5 separate regions of the Sus scrofa genome follow, and regions 2, 3, 4 and 5 are each linked to region 1. The links are chromatin contacts, called in public Hi-C, HiChIP or PLAC-seq and promoter capture Hi-C maps. All regions are on one chromosome and are shown on one strand. The core of a region is the stretch at or near the end of the contact, and the rest is flanking DNA. Distances in the headings are between cores, read along the strand shown. Region 1 holds the start of DNAJB12 (dnaJ homolog subfamily B member 12). Region 2 holds the start of MRPS16 (28S ribosomal protein S16, mitochondrial). Region 3 holds the start of ECD (protein ecdysoneless homolog). Region 4 holds the start of NUDT13 (nucleoside diphosphate-linked moiety X motif 13). Region 5 holds the start of OIT3 (oncoprotein induced transcript 3).

The links. Promoter capture Hi-C pulls out the DNA fragments that hold promoters and counts their contacts. A called contact is a pair of places that touch in the nucleus more often than the background predicts. HiChIP or PLAC-seq counts read pairs in DNA pulled down with a chosen protein or histone mark.
Region 2: a contact with region 1 is called in a Hi-C map of liver, with 7 times the contacts expected there. The contact joins the promoter of MRPS16 here to the promoter of DNAJB12 in region 1. A contact is called at or near these places in 1 of 5 promoter capture datasets (liver) and 1 of 47 Hi-C or Micro-C datasets (liver).
Region 3: a contact with region 1 is called in an H3K27ac HiChIP or PLAC-seq map of alveolar macrophages. The contact joins the promoter of ECD here to the promoter of DNAJB12 in region 1. A contact is called at or near these places in 1 of 47 Hi-C or Micro-C datasets (embryonic fibroblasts) and 1 of 2 datasets of contacts at active chromatin or transcription factors (alveolar macrophages).
Region 4: a promoter capture Hi-C map of fetal liver shows a contact between it and region 1, with 3 times the contacts expected there. The contact joins the promoter of NUDT13 here to the promoter of DNAJB12 in region 1. A contact is called at or near these places in 2 of 5 promoter capture datasets (fetal liver and liver), 2 of 47 Hi-C or Micro-C datasets (embryonic fibroblasts and heart right ventricle) and 2 of 2 datasets of contacts at active chromatin or transcription factors (alveolar macrophages and skeletal muscle).
Region 5: a promoter capture Hi-C map of fetal liver shows a contact between it and region 1, with 3 times the contacts expected there. The contact joins the promoter of OIT3 here to the promoter of DNAJB12 in region 1. A contact is called at or near these places in 2 of 5 promoter capture datasets (fetal liver and fetal skeletal muscle) and 1 of 2 datasets of contacts at active chromatin or transcription factors (alveolar macrophages).

What each region holds. Positions count from the first base shown.
Region 1 is chr14:75,188,695-75,191,623 of Sscrofa11.1, reverse strand. DNAJB12 (dnaJ homolog subfamily B member 12) reads left to right here and starts at 1,515. Exons shown (of 9, transcript XM_013983329.1): 1 at 1,515-1,530; 2 at 1,661-2,086. The coding sequence starts at 1,954.
Region 2 is chr14:76,073,214-76,076,142 of Sscrofa11.1, reverse strand. MRPS16 (28S ribosomal protein S16, mitochondrial) reads left to right here and starts at 1,504. Exons shown (of 4, transcript XR_001301010.1): 1 at 1,504-1,683; 2 at 2,169-2,429. It overlaps CFAP70 (cilia- and flagella-associated protein 70), which reads left to right. Exons shown (of 27, transcript XM_013983341.2): 27 at 564-874. The coding sequence ends at 644.
Region 3 is chr14:75,991,071-75,993,999 of Sscrofa11.1, reverse strand. It overlaps ECD (protein ecdysoneless homolog), which reads left to right and starts at 1,378. Exons shown (of 13, transcript XM_005671096.3): 1 at 1,378-1,521. It overlaps FAM149B1 (protein FAM149B1), which reads right to left and starts at 1,343. Exons shown (of 13, transcript XM_013983338.2): 1 at 1,095-1,343. The coding sequence starts at 1,141.
Region 4 is chr14:75,916,490-75,919,418 of Sscrofa11.1, reverse strand. It overlaps NUDT13 (nucleoside diphosphate-linked moiety X motif 13), which reads right to left and starts at 1,363. Exons shown (of 12, transcript XM_021074324.1): 1 at 1,001-1,363. P4HA1 (prolyl 4-hydroxylase subunit alpha 1) reads left to right here and starts at 517. Exons shown (of 15, transcript NM_001097435.1): 1 at 517-597.
Region 5 is chr14:75,724,855-75,727,783 of Sscrofa11.1, reverse strand. OIT3 (oncoprotein induced transcript 3) reads right to left here and starts at 1,412. Exons shown (of 9, transcript NM_001244899.1): 1 at 1,245-1,412. The coding sequence starts at 1,305.

The DNA.
Region 1 (2,929 bases), core at 266-2,765:
CCACGACAGGAACTCCCCAGTCTTCTCCCTCTATGGATCATTTTAGAGTGGTCAAGGCGGGTGTCAGTCTGGTGGTGGCTTTCTTGCTGTCTTTGGGGTTATGATGGTTCCTTGCCCTTCCCTCTGGAATGAAGATTGCTTACAGGGAAGGGGTGGTGGGGGGTGTTCCAATTACAAAAAAGAACACTAAATGCAATATAACTCTAACTAAAAAGTAACCGTTAGTAAAAGAAAGCAATTAAGCAAGGACTAGATCCTTTGTGAAAAGCTAGTTAAGAGTAAGTGTGTGGGCCAAGGCAGGGCATGACATCATGAAGACTATTTTAACTAGTTTTTATCTATAATAATATTTCCTAATCATTGACTCTTTTTTTTCTCTTTTGTCATTTTAGGGCCATACCCACAGCATGTGGAGGTTCCCAGGCTAGGGATCGAATAGGTGCTGTAGGCCTACACCACAGCCACAACAACGTGCGATCCGAGCCATGTCTGCGACCACAGCTCACAGCAACGCCAGATTTTTAACCCACTGAACGGGGTCAGGGGTTGAACCCATGTCCTCATGGATACTAGCTGGGTTCTTTAACCACTGAGCCATGATGGGAACTCCCTTAATCATTAACTCTTGTGTTAGCCTTTTAAGACCAAGGCTAAAGGAAAAGTCTTTTCCTTCAAAACACAAGGACTTAAGATTTTTTTTTTTTTTTTTTCTTTTTGCCATTTCTTGGGCCACTCCCATGGCATATGGAGGTTCCCAGGCTAGGGGTCGAATCGGAGCTGTAGCTGCTGGCCTACACCACAGCCACAGCAATGCAGGATCCAAGCTGCGTCTGCGACACACATCACAGCTCAAGGCAACGCCAGATCCTTAACCCACGGAGCAAGGCCAGGGATCAAACCCGCAACCTCATGGTTCCTAGTTGGATTCGTTAACCACTGAGCCACAACGGGAACTCCAAGGACTCAAGATCTTATACAGGGTTTCAAAACCAGGACCCTACCCCAAGGCTGCACCATTTTTTCCTTGACTAATCCTCCCCAGTTTCTTCATTCCCTCCCTTAAGATCTTTAATGACTGAGACCTGTTCAAGGGCCAGCATTGCAGCCAGGCTTAGATCACAAATTGGCTTAAGCCAAAATGGATTCTTAGGAGTTCCCATTGTGGCTCAGTGGTAATAATCCCAACTACTATCCATGAGAATTCGGGTTCCATCAATCCCTGGCCTCGCTCAGTGGGTTAAGGATCCAGCGTTGCCGTGAGCTGTGGTGCATTTGCTTTTCCTTCTGCCTGGACCACCTTTCTTCCAGGTGACTTAACACCTGGAATACCTATTCTCTCTTTCTTGAATTCAGATTTCTATTAAAATAACCGCTTCTGGGAGAAGATTTATCTGATCAGGCTATTTTGCACCTTCCACTCTCAATCTCTTTATTTCTTTATATTGTCTTTTTTTTTCTTCATAGCATTTATCACGCTTGGACTCTATCTCTTTATTGGATGTCTCCCCACCCGGCTACACACACTGGAAGGTAAGCTCCCTGAGGGCAAGGGCTTTGTTTTTTCACCGCTGCCTTGTACTTAGCATGGCAAATAGCGGGTATTCAATAAATATCCGCTGAATGAATAAATAAATAAGCCACCTTCATCTCAAATACACAGAGTTACTACCAAGAACATGCAAAAATACAATACTTGAAGACCTCTGAATACGACTCCTTTGGGCTCCAGGAATGTGGTTGTGCACACTTAGCGCTTCTGCTACACGTCCCCCTCTTAGAAGACATACGGTAGCACTTCCTCCTTCGCTCAAAATCTCGCACTAATCTCGGAAAAGGAGGGGGCAGAGGGTTACGTCACCATCCTGCGACAGCCTGCCCCGAGACGCGCCAGCAGCTGGCTCAGCCTTTCGCTCCCCGGCCTCCCCCTCCCTGGTTCCGCGCTCTGGTTCCGCCATGGAATCTAACAAGGATGAAGCCGAGCGCTGTATTAGCATCGCCCTCAAGGCCATCCAGAGCAACCAGCATGACAGGGCGCTCCGCTTCCTGGAGAAGGCGCAGCGGCTGTACCCGACCCCGCGAGTTCGCGGTGAGTGTGAGGTGCCGGAGACACAGAGGGGACATTAGAACTGATGGGGGGAATATGGGAACGGACCGACGGGATCAGTTGGAGGAGGGGGAGGGGTGGCGAGGCGCGGCTACGCCTGCGTACTGAGACGCGCGGTGGCCGCTGGGAGGTGTAGTGTTCGGCTCTCCCACTTCTCTGGGATGCTGGACACCTAATGAGAGGGGCCACAGCGACGTCAGCTTTCCTGGGGCTTGCGGACCCCTCTGAGATTTGGAGTTCCCAAGAATGAGAGGCGCTGGCAGGTGGGACGAAAGGAACTTACCTGGAAGCGAAATTGAACTACTTTTCCCAAGGGGCCATTCGGTGGCTGGGAGCCAGTTGCCGGTTTGGGAAATATTATAGTTTAGGAAAATAAACAACTCCTCTGACGGAGAGAATAGGTTCTAGAGAGGGAAAGAGGACTTCCGACCTTCGATCGGCCTGAAAAAGCGTCTCCATATTTTCTCACCCGGGGAGGGCCAGGGATCACCCTCCCCAAACGAGAGCCTACCTTCTTCCCATTCCACACAGTCTGCCCTGTGACTGTGGCTGAAAATGCGGCCTCTGTACACCTGCACCAGTTAAGTCTTGGAGACAGGAGACAGAGTTTTGAGGAAGAGAAAGAACAGCTTTATTGCTTTGCCAGGCAAAGGAGGACACAGCAGCCTAATGCCTCAGAACTATCTCCTGACCTGAGAGGGGATGGCAAGGGATTTTATGGCTTTAGCCCAGAAGTCAGGGTTATTGATTAAGGTGTCCATATTAGTCTTCATCCATAGGTCATTTCAGAGTTGTCAAGGCTGGTGTCAGTGGGTCCGGTGATGA
Region 2 (2,929 bases), core at 255-2,754, 880 kb before region 1:
GTGCTGAGGCACAGTAGAAACTCCTTTAAAAATAAACATTATTTTACAAAAAAAAAAAAAATGCCCAGGTTGTGAGTGTTCACGTTATGAATTTTCAAAACGTGAACACATCCATGTAAGCAGCATACTGTTCTGAGTTCCTTTTTTTTTTTTTTTTTGTCTTTTTGCTATTTCTTGGGCCGCTCCCGCGGCATATGGAGGTTCCCAGGCTAGGGATCCAATCAGAGCTGTAGCCGCCAGCCTACGCCAGAGCCACAGCAACGCAGGATCCGAGCCGCGTCTGCAACCTACACCACAGCTCACAGCAACGCCGGATCGTTAACCCACTGAGCAAGGGCAGGGACTGAACCCGCAACCTCATGGTTCCTAGTCGGATTCGTTAACCACTGCGCCATGACGGGAACTCCCTGAGTTCTTTTTAATGGAGTTGCCATGAAACAGAGAATATAAGAAGAGTCAATTCCACCCCAAGGATGGAATTTAGCTGTGGCTCTGAAAATAAGAGGTCTCTACATAGGTATATCAGGCATGACCTATGTCCTTCCTATCCTCCTCTCATGCAGCTGAAATTGAAAGATGAGAATCTGCTTGCAGAGATCCACACAGTACAGGAGACAGTTGGCTTTGGAAATCCATCTTTCTGACATCTTCCACCTGAAGAATTTTCTGTATGGGATGCTAAGCTCCTTTCCTTCTCAGAGAAATTAAATCCTGGATGTTTCACCATATGAGGGCTGTGGATGAGTTAAAAAAAGATCTTCAACATAAATTGAAACTCATTCATGTATTTCCATTGGGTATCATACTGGATGGCTATGTTACTGGAAGTTTTACTGGTTGACAGTAAACCGGGTGGCAATAAAAATCTAAATAAGAGGTTTTGAATTCTATGTGGTTCTGGAATTAAGGTACACTGAAGTCATTTAAGAATTATATATTTTTAATAGATGCAAACTATTGCATTTGGAGTGGATAAGCAATGAGATCCTGCTTGTATAGCACAGGAAACTATATCTAGTCACTTGTGATGGAACATGATGGAGGATAATGCAAGAAGAATATATAGGTACGACTGGGTACCTTGCTGTACAGTAGAAATTGACAGAACACTGTAAGCCGACTATAATGGAAAAAATAAACACCATAAAAAATAAAAAGAATTATATATATATATTTTACATATAATTCCCCCACACCAGACCGTCAGCTTCCTTGGGGCAGGAACAGCACCCTTTCATCTTTGAGATCTCAGCACTGCACCTTGGCCCTAACGTGCTCAAAAGAAAGTTTGCTGGCAGGATGGATTTGTAGAGCAGTTTAGCACCTCTCAGCCGCTCTCGGTATTCTCCCCATATTCCTCCCTCCAGCAGGGACCCACAGCCAGAGGGAGCCGGGCGCTCGCACAGGGTTTGGCTGCCCCTTTCCGGAGGCAGTAAAGGCGCGTTGAGTTCTGCGTGCGGCGTTACCGGCACCATAGAGGCAAAAAGCGGAAGAGGCGGGGCAAATGGGCCATTCGCTTCCGGCACCGGGGAGCCAGGCTGGGGTCGCTGAGGGGTGAGGTCGGGGCTTCGGGGGCATTGACCTTTCCTGTCTGTCCGCCGTGCAGTCCTTGACCGTAGAGCCGATCGGCCGGAACTGGCGCACAGGCCCCGGCGCCCTCTGGCTGCGCCATGGTCCAGCTCAGTGAGTGGATAGGGGCCCCGGGAGACCTTCTGGGCGGTGGAGCGGGTAGGAGGCATGGGGGATAGCGTGAAGCTGCGCTCTCCTGGGCTAGTTGGAGGCAAGCCAGCCTGAAACAAACTGCCACACGTTTGATCCTCCCCTTTGTGTGAGTGTGTGTGTGTGTGTGTGTGTGTTTAAATTTTTGCGGAAACTCTGTGAAATAAATGGTTTTCATCATATATTTGAGGCAGCTGGGCTCCGACATGGTACAGAGCCAGTAAATGGCAGACCTGTGGTGAGTGCACTAGAGGGTGAGGAGGAAGGTCCTTTCTAGCTGGAGCGCATGAGAGGAGTTTGACAAAAAGAAAAAAAGGTATCTCGACAGATTGACAAGAGTTGGTTGGAAATAAGGACATTTCAGTAGAGGAAGGGAGTTGTTTCATCTGCCTCATTTAGTCCATTTTGTGCCCTCAGTTCTTGTGTCTTAACTGCTTATTTCTCCACAGCTACTGTTCTGTGCAGGGCCTACCGTGGAGGCCATTTAACCATCCGCCTTGCCCTGGGTGGCTGTACCAACCGGCCTTTCTACCGCATCGTGGCTGCTCACAGCAAGTGTCCCAGGGATGGCCGTTTTGTAGAGCAGCTGGGCTCCTATGATCCGCTGCCCAACAGTCATGGAGAGAAACTCGTAGCTCTCAACTTCGACCGGATCAGACATTGGATTGGCTGTGGGGCCCACCTCTCTAAGCCTGTGGAAAAGCTCCTGGGTAACTAACTCTGTACTAGTCTTACCTCTGAGAGGATTTTAAAATGAAGTCAATTCCAAAATCATGGGAACTCAGAACGATTTTCATTATCTCCAGGCTAATGAGGATTGGCGTGAGAACTGAAATTGATTAATTGCCGTTTAGAACCTGGAGACCCCTTTTGTGGACTCCTTTTGTGAAACTTTATGGGTGACTGAGATTTTTATGCTAAAAATTGGGAATGGTGTATCTTGAATGGATCTCTGTCAGTTGATTTTTTTATCAAGTAAGGAGAATAGTGTTAGGAAGTAGACAGTATCCATTGTCTTTTTTTTTTTTTTTTTTTTTTTTTGTCTTTTTGCTTTTTTGAGGGCTGCTCTCGTGGCATATGGAGGTTCCCAGGCTAGGGGTCTAATCGGAGCTGTAGCGCCGGCCTACGCCAGAGCCACAGCAACTTGGGATCCAAGCGGTGTCTGTGATCTACACCACAGCTCATGGCAATGCCGGATTCTTAACCGACT
Region 3 (2,929 bases), core at 129-2,628, 800 kb before region 1:
AGATAAAGTCTTATTCCTATGTTATAGAAATGAAGGCTCAAAAAATTAGTAATTTGCCTAAAATTCAGAAGGCTAGAAAAGAGTCTAACCAGAAACCCAGGTGTGACTGAAAATACCATAGCTGTTATTACCATATATAATTAATATTTAATTAATAAATGTATGGTTGCTAAAATTACATACCTTAGTGGAGAAAAACAACAACTGGGATTTGGGGTTAAAAAGCCCAAGCTCAAAAACCTATTGGTTATATAATCTTAAGATGTGTACCTTTCTGATACTTCCTCTGCTGAAAATTGAAGATGGTCATATCCATCTTAAAGATTAAGATGTGAAAGTTTCTGAAAGTGTAAAGCATTAATAAATGTATGACATTATCATTACTTCCTAAATTACAACACTTCACTAAGTTGTTCAAGCTGGAAATATCTGTTCTCTAAAGTCTCAAAAGCAAACCTGATCCTGAGGATTCTGACTCTTCAACGCAGAGGTGGGGAGACAGTATGTAATGGTTATGACCACAAACTTCAGAATCAGACTGATAACGGGTCTATACTTCAGCTCCATCACCACCTAGCTGTGTGATCTTTGGCACGATACAACCTTCAGATCTGGGATCTTTATCTTGTAGGAAGTACAAAATAAGAGTTCCTATCTGGTATCCTTATTGATAGGATTAAGTAAGCTAATGCATGTAAGCGCTTCGCAGGGTGTTTGGCTTTAGACGTATTCAACTTTATTGTAGGACTCAGTTATTAATAACTTCACGAGTTGTTAGTGGCCATGGAAAGTGGGGCATGGAACACAACGGAAACTACAAATGCCTTAGGAAACCCAGTTCCTGAGCCCCGGGAGTGCAGCCCAAGAGGGTCAAGTCCTGGGATTGCACTGGTAACACGCTCTTAGCTGGAGATGGAGGTCTGGAGGGGCAACGTCCGGCAAGGCTAGGAGGAGAAAATTTCAAAGAATTTTTTCTTTCCCTCGCCCTGGGAAAGAAAAAGGAGCAAGGGACTGGTCAAGGAGGGTCCCCAGAGCGCCTGCGGCCCGCCACGGCTTCCCCCGGCCCCAGCTGGGTGGCTGAGCAGTCCACTCACAGCTCCAAGTTCTGAGGCACCGCCTTCCGTGTGTATCTGGAGATCATCCTCCTCTTCCTCCTCAGCCGCGGCCGGGGCGGCCAAGCCAGGGTGGGGGCCTCCGGGCCTGGCCCTCCCGCCAGCTCCGGCTCGGCCCCCTCCCGCCACCTTCCGGCCCCGTCACGCCCCGTCTCCTAGACTCCGGACCGCCACCACCCCAGGATCCCCACCTCTCCAGTCCTCTCCCCTCCCTGTTTCCCCGTGGGGGCGGAAGTGACGAACGCACAGGTGCAGCCGCCTAATACTCCCGCCGACACCTAGCAAAGGCGACGCTGGGAGTTCCGGAGCTGAGCCGGTTTCTGACTTAAGTTTCCGCTGGCTTCAGGTCCTAGACAAGCGTGTGGATCCAGTCAGAGCCGGGCTTTGGCTGCTGCTGGCAGCCCACGAGGTAGGAGAGAAGGCTGAGGAAAGGTGCCGCAGCAGGGACGTGAGGAAGAGGCCCAGGCTTTAGAACTGGAAGCGAAATTGGCTTCATTTTGTTGGATGAAGAAGGGACCCTTGTTTTGAGTAAAGAGCGCTAGAACCTAGTCCGGCCTCAGCTGCTTGGTTGCTTCTCCTGCCGTGCTCCCGGTTTCCTCATATGTACAGTGTGGAGTCAGTCTGAGTGATCTCAAAGTCCCTTCTAGCCTGACACTAAATTCTTCATAATAAGGTGTGCTTGGCATTCTGGGGTGGGTGAGTATTTATTATCTGTCAATCTGGACTGTAGTGAGTGTCTGGATAGAAGATGCAAGTTCCTCTCGACTTAGTTTTATTAGTTCCTTGGAAAACCAAATAAGCCTGAAAATCGAATCACAGCCTTAAAGTGGACCATCCAGTGCAATATCTTTCTTTAACAAGCCTCACCTGGCAGCAATAGTAAGCTAGTACTTTTGTCTGTAAGGGAAATCCTTAGAAAACAGTTATTTATACCCTCTGAGACCTGAAAAGGGGCGGAGGGCGGTGGTTTGGGACGGGTTGTTGTAGGATCAAGAGCCATGGGCAGATTATTTTGGGGTGAAATGATAGGATATAAATGTTTTGTAGTTTTGAATTCACCCATGATGTACAAGGGGAAAGATTTAAATTCTGCAGAGTAAGGGAGATTACTCTTAAGAGTGTTTAAACAATAAAAATTCAGGGAAGAAGTTCCCTGGTGGCTCAGGAGGTTAAATACAGCTGTGTCATGGGTTCAGTCACTGGCCTGAGAACTTATGCATGCTACAGGCATGGCAGGAAAGAAAGGAAGAACGAACGAACGAAAAGAAAGAAAGAAAGAAAGTAAAGAGAGAGAAAGAGAGGGAGAAGAGGATGAAGGGAGGAAAGTAGAGACGGATTTTAGAAATGATAAAATAACATTCTCATTCTACAATTAGGGGGAAGCCCCAGAAAGAGAAAATGAAATGCCCAGAATGACACAACTAGGACCAGTGGCAGAACTGGAATTTTTGTCAATATTTCAAGAGATGTTATTGCATTGTTTCTGACCGTGTGTTACATGCACCACTATTAGTGCAAAGGCAAACATTTTTTATTTCATTTTTACACGCTTATTAACTTGGGAATGCAGTACTAGATTTCCATTTACTGTATTGTATCAAAAGTTGCTTTCATATAATTGTAAGTATAAAAATGTCATTGAAAGAATTTTAATTAAATGCTATAATTGGTATGTGGTCAAGGCAAAAATCATGATGATTGTATGTGGATAACTGAATTTTGGAAAACAACATTAATGGAATTGCCTAGAATAGTTCAAGGAATGGGATATTACTTCTGCATTATTTTGTATGGTTTATATTATTGCCACTTTAAAT
Region 4 (2,929 bases), core at 114-2,613, 730 kb before region 1:
TAAAAAGCCTCAGGACCAAGACAGCTGAGATACCAAGACATGAGGTACGGTGTTATTTTCCACCCGATTCTTCTTTTCTGCCTTATTTTCTACTCCCATGTTCTTATTCTTATATTTAATATAGTTCCCTGCTGGGAGTTCCGACGTCCCAGCCTGAGGCTGATGGCGTAACCCAGGCGCTAAACAACCTGTTGAAAGGAGTGGGGCAAATCCGGAGTAACCACGGTAACAAGGGCGTGGCGAGGACCCTGCGCAGGCGCGCTACACCACACGCCCGCCCGCCGGCCCCTCCCCTCGGCTCCGGACTTCACCAGCTGGTGGGGAGTCTGGGGCGTGGGACGTGGGCAAAGGGTGGGGGCGAGGGCCTGGGCTGGGCGCCTGCGCAAACGCCTGGGCGCTGGTGTGATCGAGCTCACGTAGCGAGGGTTGCAGTTGCCTCCTCCCTAGCGCTGCCGTCGCGGCCTAGAGGTTATAAAAGGGCTAACTGGCTCCCTCTGCTGCCCAGTCAAGCCACCAGCGGGCTTAGAGAAGGGAGCCGGCTTGACTGAAGGCGGTCGAGGACTGGAGAACGCGCAGCCCTCCCCTGCCACTTCTCAGGTGAGACGCTTCTCCGACCTTGGAGAATGAGGATGAAGTCCTTGGGTAGTCGTTGGCTACTGAGGCTGAAGTTCTTGGGCAGCCGCGGCCCTTCTCGGATGGCTCTGGGGGGTCTGGTCCCTGCCCTCTCTGGTGGGATGGCTCGGGGGCAGGGGTTCCCTGGTTTACTACCGCAGTACCTTCTCCTCTGTACCTTCCCCAGGTCCAGCGCCCCGCGCCTCCTGGTTGTCCCAGAGGCCCTTCCGCCCTCCTCGGTGCTCCCCTTCCCACCTCCTCCCAGATTGGCGTCCCCGACTGTTGGGGCTGCGGCAGCCTCTGTCTCCGCCCCGGGAACCAGTACTTTCTTGAATATTCCTTCCCGAGGAGGGGTAACCCTGTTGATTTTCCCGAGCTCCACTCTTACCTGGTCCTCGCTTGCAAAGCTGACGGGTACGCGACGGTTTTCGGCCTCCAAATCAGCAGATGGTTAGCATGTGGCAGTGGAGAACTGATTTTAAAGCTTAGAGCTCACGCCGAAGCACTCGGGCGTTTTTACCCCGCGGAAGAGTTGTCGGGTCTAGGAAGCGGACATACCCGGGGAAGTTCAGGCTCATCTGTTGCGCGCAGCGGTGCAGCCCGAGCAGTTAGACGTAGCCCCGGGCGGCGAGTTTCGGGCGGCTGGGTAGGGAAGTCGGCTGTCAGATTCTCAGTCAACCGGGAAGCTAGTCTTCTTCCTTCCTTCTGCCACATAAAAATTTTAAAGGTACATGAGCTTCTCTCCCTCCCCACCCCCCTCTGCTCTTTCACAGCAGAATCTGATGCTTTTAAAAGTCCATCAGGAAATCGAATTCTGTGTTTGTGCGAGAACTTTGAGTTAAGCGAATGGCCCCCAGATGTATGTTTTAAGGGGGAGGAAGAGTGGTATCATAAGTATGAGACTATTTCTCCTCAGTCATCGAATGTATTAAATACAGTTCAGTTTTTAGACACTAACGTCTTTGGCGTTCCGACAGAGTGGAGAAGATTCTTGGAATTTTGCACTGTTTGCTTTAAGGGACGAAGAACCTAGATTTCCTTTTAGGAATTGATCTAAAAGGCCAACGAGGCTTGCCAGTTTCAACTTAACTGTTTCTTGTTTCTCTAAGAGCTGTGGCTCTTGGACTTTCCCTTGGAATGCACTCTGAAGGGATGAAATAGTCACTTCTGAGTGGGGGAAGGGAAAGACGTGGCAGCAGTGTTCTTTCATCAACTTTAGGCTCTTTTTTTTTTGATACAGGTTTTGGGAAGAAAGTATTTCCCCTTTTAGATTTAGATGTAGCTTATGAATGAGGCTAGTCTTTATCTAAAATAATAAGAAATATACTGTCCTTGTAGCTGGAACATTGGAATCTAATATATAAAACATTTTAAAGGGATTTTTCTCATCAAGTATCTATGAAAAAAATGGATACCTTAGGCAGGAAATATTTTAGCTGAAAGTCAATAACCTTGAGTATGTTTTGCCTTGATTTAAAATTTGAGTAGACATTCAGTGATTTTTGTTTAACTTTGACTTTTAGCCTGTGAATATAATTTCTAAATCTTAACTGTGAACTTCACATTTTACCTTTTCTTTCTGTGAGAAGTGTAGGTTTTGTCACTTACCTTTAAAAGTCATGTCAGTTTTGGTTTTGGAACATTATGCCTTCAGTCCCTTGGTAGCTGATAGCTGATGCCAAATGCTTCTTTGAGATTGAACTTAGTTACTAGGGAAAGGACTGCTTTGTGTCTTTAGGTGAATAATGCTATTTGATGTCTTTAAATGAGTTGTATTTTGAGGTACTGAAAGCCAGGGACTTTGGTAGGCAGATAATGGTGTTGACCATTTTGTATCTTGGAAACATGTAGTGAAAAAAACAGATGAAAGGCATTCCCTTTCAGTGCAGCAGGTTAAGAATCCAGTGTTATCACTGCAGTGGCTAAGGTTGCTGCTGTGGCATGGGTTCAGTCCCTGGCCCGGGAACTTCCACATATCATGGGCGTGGCCAAAAAACAGATTGAAAAAAATATGCAACACTTAATTACTGCAGAAAAATTTAGACAGTGTAAAATTCTACTAAAAAAATAAAGCATTAGGAAGTTCCCGTTGCGGCTCAGCTGTAATGAGCCCAGCTAGTATCCATGAGGATGCAGGTTTGATCCCTGGCCTCACTCAGTGGGTTAAGAATTCGGCATTGCTGTGAGCTATAGTGTAGGATGTGGATAAGGCTCAGATCCCCAGCTGCTGTGGCTGTGGTGTAGGCTGTCAGCTACAGCTCTGATTCAACCCCTAGCCTGGGAACTTCCATATGCCTCAGGTGGTACCGTAAGAGGC
Region 5 (2,929 bases), core at 163-2,662, 540 kb before region 1:
CCATATTACAAAATAATCATACACTAGTGTAGTACCTTTGCCACAAATAATGAACCAGTGTTGGTATGTTATTATTAACTCAACCATAGTTTAGGTTTCCTTAGTTTTTGCCTATGTCTTTCTCTGTTCCTGGATCCGATCTAGGACACCACATGGGATTTAGTTTACCATGTCTCTTTAGGGTCTCAAACCTATTTATATATGTATAAATATATACATATATATATATATATATACACATATATATACATATATATACATATTTTCTTGGGGGGGGGGTCTTTTTAGGGCTGCTCCTGCTGCATATGGAAGTTCCCAGGCTTAGGGGTCTAACTGGAGCTGCAGCTGTCGACCACAGCCACACCAGATCTGAGCTGCGTCTGTGACCTACACCACAGCTCCCAGCAATGCTGGATCCTTAACCCACAGAGCAAGGCCAGGGATCAAACCCTGCATCCTCATGGATACTAGTGGGGGCGGGGTTCCTTACCACTGAGCCACAGTGGGAACTGCCTTTAATATATATTCTTGAAGGTGCTAGAGCAAGGCCTGAGCTACCCAGAATAAATAAATAGTGGCAATTAAGCACCCAGCTTTTCAAAAGTGCCAAGAAGGACACTTCTCTTCACCTTAACCTCCTCTCACTTTCTCTTCTAGTTAGAACTCATACTGGGAAAGGAGAGAGAAATTTTTTAGTAGCTGGAATTTAAATTTTTCTTTGCCATGTTGGCCAGTTTTGTGCCAAGCCTGAGGAGGACGACAGTTTAAAGTTCACTCAGTCTGTGCAAAAGTCATATTTTCAGATGTCAAGACTCAGAAGACTGATTTATTCAGATCTGTTCCTTTCATGGGCACAGTTAGTCCCTTGCATTCATTAAAGAAAAAAAACTCCATCCTTCCCTCTAAAAATCTTTTTTTTTTCCCTCTTGAAGTTGGAACTATAAAAGTGCCTAGAATATAAAGAGGTTAGAATTTCTTTTACACATATCCAAGAAATACTTGGCTTGTGGAAAGTTGTTTGGACATGGCAGATCTATGGAAATTTTGGATGCCCAGGCAAGAGGCTAAATGGCACATGGAAGAGAAATTCTCTGAAAACATATCTTCATAGGTTATTCATGACTTTTATACTATTCTAGAACCCATATTTAAGATTCTGGAATCTTGCTCTTAATAACCTGTACACAACAGCAAATTCCTACAACAAAAATTACATTGTGCCATGTACTTGGCATAAGACTTACCCTTTGGTGACACGAGTGTTATTGTGATAAAGAGGCAGGTGAGAAGCAGGAACTGAGGCATCCTTCTGGACCAGCCACCAGAGACAGACTGGAAAATCCTCTTAATTTCAGTTTTCCTTTGTCCGCTTCTTTATCAAGCGCCTTTTTAAAAAGGCCTCAAGGCTCTTATGAAGAAAGACTTCAGTACTGGTTGGGACTTTATCAGAGGAAGAGGATGAGTGGGATAAAGTGTCCATTGCTCTGGCCTTGACCCCAGATAGAAGCACTGCTTTACATTGTCAACAGGGTTATTTTATTGGTATTTTTCTTTAGGAAAAAAAAAAAAAAAAAACAACCAAAACCAAACAAACTTCACAATCCCTCATCCTCCTATTGTCTTTTTTCTCAAAAGTTCCCTGCAGTGAGACCTCCAGTATCTTATCCAGAAGGGAACTCTAAAAGCGGGACATCCCCTCACGTCAAAATCTTGTTTTGTGACTTCTAGGTATTGATTTCATGGTGTTGCAGCCATAGCATTGCATTCTAAATGAGAATGGGATAAAACCTACTTTTTGGAATTGATCATTAGGAAATCTCTTCATCAGGTGGTTAAGGAGTTTACAGTAGCATGCAAAGGAGTAGTAAGGTCATGTGTGGCATGAGGACAGTATTCTCCTGAAGCAAGCTTCTAAGTCTGGTATCTTTGCTATCAAAACTTCTTTGGGCTCAAAACTTCCTAAAGAAATAAGGTTTAGGTTGTGTTTTTTTGTTTTTTGTTTTTTTTTTTGTCTTTTTTTGTTGTTGTTGTTGTTGTTGTTGTTGCTATTTCTTGGGCCGCTCCCGTGGCATATGGAGGTTCCCAGGCTAGGGGTTGAATCGGAGCTGTAGCCACCGGCCTACGCCAGAGCCACAGCAACGCGGGATCCGAGCCGCGTCTGCAACCTACACCACAGCTCACGGCAACGCCGGATCCTTAACCCACTGAGCAAGGGCAGGGACCGAACCCGCAACCTCATGGTTCCTAGTCGGATTCGTTAACCACTGCGCCACGATGGGAACTCCTAGGTTGTGTTTTTAATCAATTTTGAGCAGCAGTATCTCATGTTTTCATAATGCCTTTCTTCCTCCATTTAAAATGGTTTAAAGTTATTTATATTACTAATTTTCACACAAAGATAGGGGCAGGAGCTTCAAATTAGGAAACACTCATTAAATTAATGACACTGAAAAAGGAGTGATGAAGTTTCATTTTTAGACAAAAGAGGGAAAATGTAGAGTTCTGTATATTTCATGTCATTAGACATGTCACCATAATTATGTGTACCAGTTTGCAAGCTCCCTGACATTCCATGGTGTGTAGAATGAGAATTGGCCAGGAGTTCCCGTCGTGGCGCAGTGGTAAACGAATCGGACTAGGAACCATGAGGTTTCAGGTTCAATCCCTGGCCTTGCTCAGTGGGTTAAGGATCCGGCGTTGCTGTGAGCTGTGGCGCAGGTTGCAGACGCAGCTCGGATCCCGAGTTGCTGTGGCTCTGGTGTAGGCCGGTATCTACAGCTCCGATTAGACCCCTCGCCTGGGAACCTCCATATGCTGTGGGTGCGGCCCAAGAAATGCCAAAAAGACAAAAAAAAAAAAAAAAAAATGGGAATTGACCAGCACTAATACTAAAGATAATGTAAAGGGGAAGTATTAAAAATTAAGTTAG